Regions from separate parts of the Gossypium arboreum genome. Here region 1 is linked to region 2. A link is a contact called in public Hi-C data. All regions are on one chromosome and are shown on one strand. Each heading gives the region's core, a stretch centred on a gene start, on an enhancer-like site or on the middle of the called end of the contact. The rest is flanking DNA. Distances are from core to core; before and after follow the strand shown.

The links. A called contact is a pair of places that touch in the nucleus more often than the background predicts.
Region 1: a contact with region 2 is called in a Hi-C map of leaf, with 3 times the contacts expected there. The contact joins the promoter of LOC108483705 here to the promoter of LOC108480698 in region 2. A contact is called at or near these places in 2 of 5 Hi-C or Micro-C datasets (both in leaf).

Annotation. Positions count from the first base shown.
Region 1 is chr3:87,422,795-87,425,494 of ASM2569848v2, forward strand. LOC108483705 (B3 domain-containing protein Os11g0197600-like) reads right to left here and starts at 1,332. Exons shown (of 7, transcript XM_017787259.2): 1 at 1,145-1,332; 2 at 546-1,026; 3 at 23-198. The coding sequence starts at 1,210.
Region 2 is chr3:87,161,837-87,164,536 of ASM2569848v2, forward strand. It overlaps LOC108480698, which reads right to left and starts at 1,308. Exons shown (of 3, transcript XM_017783775.2): 1 at 583-1,308; 2 at 324-509; 3 at 1-235. The coding sequence starts at 1,074.

The DNA.
Region 1 (2,700 bases), core at 82-2,581, 260 kb after region 2:
CAGTGAGAAGGAAACATCTTACCAATGTATATGAGCCACTGACATTGAATCTTTTCATAATTCTTACAAAAAAGGGGAAACATGAGTTAAAAGACTGAGCCACTTTCTTCTCTTCAAATTCTCCTATCATCTGTATACAGCCACTGCCATGAAGCTTCAAGTCATCTTCTTTGCCAGTTATTTTCAGAATGGTTCCATCTGTTTCAAGAGACCAGAGACTCTGTCAAGTGGAATTTATGTAATGTAAACCACCAGTGAAGTTCCAATAAGAATCAGAATGAACATCCACAAGCATGCATAATTACAAAGGCATGAAATATCTCACATTGAGTTTCTATGTAAAGCAAATTTAACACAAATAAGTGGTATCTACGCTAACATAAGATAATGAGAACTAAACAAGAATACACATACATTGATACCATAGTTCTTACTTAGTGTTTATTAAAACAAGTTTTTATTCTTACATCATAGAAAACTGCCAAATCAATGATAAAACAACAATTCATATACAAATCTCAAATGGGAGAGGTTGATTTCTTCACCATGATTTTCATCACAGGAAGTTAATCCTTGACAACTTGTAGTAGCAAGAATCAGCTCCCGCCCACAATGTTCTTCATCACGATCGGACTCAAAAGAACTCTGTCTGATTCTCTTTAACAACTCTTCACAATCTTGATCCAATGAAACATCATCCTCCTCCCTATATCTCTTCTGCCTCACAATTCCATGAAACACGCTACCAGCTTGACTGCATTTACAATGAAAAGCAACTTCTTTCTCGCAACTGCTTTGATCAAACACTTTGACATCGAAAACCAAGTCACCATCATACCTAAAAACCAAAATTTCACCGCATTCTAGGCTATGGTCTGCTACGAAATCAGCCCATCCTTCATCAAATAATAAGTCATCATTTCTTTGAACTAATTTAACATTCCAACTATACCCACTTGGTCCTTTTAACAAAACTGACCCAGAACCTCTTCCCTCCAAGTTTCTATTAAATCCCACTGGAATTCTCTGTTAAAATATCACCCATCACTCGAAGGTAAATAAAACTAACTAATCTAAAATGGAATTCATAACAATATTTACACTAAACCCTAATTTGAATAGGAAAAAAAAAGGTGTAGAATACCAGGCTGTTAGCACTTGAAGTAGAGGAGAAGACATTGAGAAAATGCGGTCGCCTCGGCTTCGACATCGCTGTTGCTGGCTTTGATATGCTTTACACTCATCGACAATGTTAATTCGGACCCATATTTTGAACCTTCTGAAGCGGAAGAGAGTTTTTTTTTTTTTTCTTAGAAACCTATTGTTTGGGTTGGGTTGTTATCTTATCCGAGTTGGATGCGGTTGTGTCACACGTATCTTTTTGACTCATTGATCAAAGCGAGTTTCTTTCAAACAATCATACCAGCGCGTTGAAATGACGCTGATTGTTATTAAGTGAAACCTGCCATGTCAGACGTGAGCGAGCTTTGGATCCAACACTATGCAATTTCTATAGTTGTTAAGGCCCAATTTATATATGTGCAGATTTATTAATTTAATTTTAGTAAATTTATTAATGTTCAAATTTAATTTCGATGTTCTTAACAAAGTTTTTCACCCCTATCAACCATAATTGGAGTGTCATAGTTTTATTTTTTTTCATTTCTATAAAAAAAATTATTTTAACCATCTAAAATGGATGAAAGTATCAGTATTTGTTAATTTTACTTACGAGACATCCACGTGGATTATTACATATATGTTATATTAACAATTAATTAAACTTTTTAAGATTAAAAATATTAAAAATATTTTTTAAATTTTAAATGACTAATTAATTGATAATGTGACATCTACATAACAACTCTCGTATATATCATGTCAAGAAAGTTAACAAATACTAATATTTTTATTTATTTTAAGATGATTTGACAAACAAAACAAATTTAAAATTAAAATGATAAAAAATATATCAAAATTTTTTTATAAAATTGGAATGTCAAATAAATTATTATTTATTTTTTAATTATAAAATTTTATTAATATGGCTTTCATTCAAAAAAAAAAAAAATCTTACTAGCTAGAGGTGTTTATAATGGCTTACGCCACAGGATTAACTCAAGAATACAGACAATGCATGATCCATTACTCATTTTTAGTACCATGGCATGGAACTTATAGTGTTACGGATACCAATTCTCGTATAAGAGGCAACCGAGAAGTTAACTCTTTATAAATCCTTTCATCACTATTATAGCATATCAGTGAGTGACTAGTAACGGATTACCAACAAAAAAAACATGTAAAAAGCAACCACTCAGAACGACGGATTTCTAACAAAAATGTGACAGGAATCATATTCTGTCACAATTACGGTCACAATATTTTGATATTATCTCTCAACAACCCATTGTAACAGAAATTCCCGTTACAAATTGAAATTATACATAATGACAAATTTTGTAACAGACTTGTGACGGATTTAATTAATTAAATTATTTTTTAAAAGCAATTTTTAATTGACTTACATATTTAATTAATTACTTTTAAAATAAATTTATAAATTTATTTTAAAAATCATATATAATATAACAACATAAATAGATTATATATACGATTAGTGGTGCACTCTTTTTTTCATTTAATTTTTATAATTATAATTAAATATATTTTAAAGTGCAAATGATCGTGTCTTAATTT
Region 2 (2,700 bases), core at 58-2,557:
TAGGATCGAAAGTTACGTCACATTCGATTTTCTTGTAAAACTTCTGCTTCACCAGTTTTCCCAACACATAAGCTCTGGATCGGACAACGAAGCTGAGTTTAAGTGAAACTGGCAGTGATGTTGTCCCTGTTGAACTGCTCAAACTTGCTCCACTCCCGTACAAAGGAACCTTGTTTCCCATCACTATTACAGTCAAAGACCTTTGGCTCTTTCTTGACTGATGAAATTTCTTCATCTGAAACACCAAATGTTAAACAAAATTTAGAGGTTTTTTTAATGAAATGGAAACTATTATTAGTTTTGGACTTCTGAAGTGGACTTACGGTTCCTGAAGCAATGGTGATTTGAGCAAATGATAGATCCAGAGGTGTTGATGTGACATGGACACCGAAAAATGTTCCAGTGTTACGATAAATCATCTTCACTGTGGAATTCATGGTGATCATATCAGTTGCCACACCTGTGAAATCTGAACCTGCTTGAATCTTGAATTGCTCAAATCTTATACTCTGCAATATGAAATAGAACCAATCAAACATAACCCATTGCTGGAAATGAAGAAGAGAATCAAAAGCAAATTACCTTCATTGTGATCTTGGGTTTTTGAGGCCTGCTAGCTCCCCACAGAATCAAAGAAAATAAAGAGAAGAGAAGAAAGAAGCCAACAAAGAAAGCTAGAACATAGCATCTTCGAGGGAGTCCTTGCTCACGTTCTTCATCTTCAAGGAGGCCTTCTTCTTCGATCACATCACATTCTTTCCACTGCTTATTCCCCTTCCGATGAGCTCCCCTTAACGGAGCGTCGTTAGGCGAGATCTTGCGGGATCCAGGTTTAAGCGACCCTGAAAACCGACTGGATGAAGACTCACGAGAGTGGCGGCCCATGGAGGAATGGGAATGGGGAGGTGACCCCATGGGGCTGATAACCGGCGTGGAATGGAAGGAGGTTGTTGTCTTTTCTCCATCGTGAGAATCACGTGAAGGGCTCTGCACATAGTAAACTGGACGCCGCGGAGACCTGGTTGGGGATGATGGGGCGAGGCTTGTCACCTCTGAATCTGTCTTGGCGTGCATTTCCAACTTGTCGTGGAGTAGATGTTAGTACAAGTTCTGGGGGTATGTTTTATTCTACGGAATTGCGTGGGCTGTTTGATGGTGACTTTATTAAGGAGTTTTGATTGTGAACTGAAGTGTAGGATGACGAAAAAGAGGTATGTTTTTTATTAGAGGGGGAAAGCAGCGAGGAACTCGTTACCCGACAGCCTTGTTACAGTTGGCACCACCAAACAATTATTGTCCCTTATTACATTTTCATTTTTTGTGCTCGCCGCCTAGTAATAGCCCCCGTTTTTCTTTTTTTCAATAGGTTGTAATTTTCGTAAATTAATTTTGATTAAAATAATTTAATTTTTATTAATTTTGAAAGCAATGAAAATTTATTGCAATGTTAATGTTTCTATCAATCGAACATATTTTTATCGAAATAATAATAAATAAAATTTTAAATTTTAAATATTATGTTAATTTAATCTTTATTTAATAAATTTAATCGGTAACATTTACACATTTTATTAATATGATCATTATTTAACAAATTTAGTTATTAATATTTACACATCCCATCAACATTTAAGCAAAATATAAAAACATCAAGAGCTAAATTTGTTATTATATAAATTAAAATTATGTACGATTTTTAGAAAACATTGACGTCATTATTAATTGTTGTGAGCTGCTCGCTTTTGAATTAATAGAGATTAAATTACTCTAAAATTTTTAAAAGAACCAATTTACTTAATATCAAAATTGAGAGGAACCAATTTGCTCAATTTCAAAATTGAGAGAGTTAAGAAAATTATTTTTATCTTATCTTTTTTCTTTTATTTTTATTTTTTAACGATATACTTGAGTATTTGGTGGTAATATTAGATTCCATTCAAATTTAAAGTCAAGTTGAATGCGATCCTTAAGCAAGAGTAAAGTTCTTAGAACATTATTTTTCTCTCAGATGACTTGATCTCAAATTTTACTTAAAACAACATTAAATTTTAGGGTAAAGTACATAAATTATCACTAATGTATTGGTCACTTTCTATTTTAGTCACTGAAGTTTTATTTTTTTCTATTTTGGTAACTAAACTAATCAAAATCAAAATTTTTGGTCACCGAACGTTAACAATCGTTTGAAATTCGACAGGAGTCTTGATGTAGGTTTTTATTGGTATAATAATAAATTATATAAATCTATCAATTTTATCTAAAAATTATATAAAATATAAAACATTATTAAAATAATAAATTAATAAAATGATATTTCACTAAAATTATAAAGTATTTGCATAAGCCAATATTTCACTATTTTTTTAAACATATTGTTTTTATTTAATTTCTCAATTATTTTTTGAAGTTTTAATTTCTCAATTAATAATGCCATTTTCTTTGTTTTTCTAACATACCCATCACATCTAAAAAGCCTCATTGATGTAGAATAAAAAAAAAAACAAGCTTTAAATTAATGAATGAAAATTGAAATTGAAATTGAACAAAATAAATTGTTTGAAATTTTATGTAAATCACTTGATTCAACCAAACACTAAAATTTCAAACACATTATTTTTTTAACAATTTGATGAACAAAATTGAATATTTGTTTTAGCTTCAATCTTAGTTAAAAATAATGAAAAAGAATAAAAAAATATC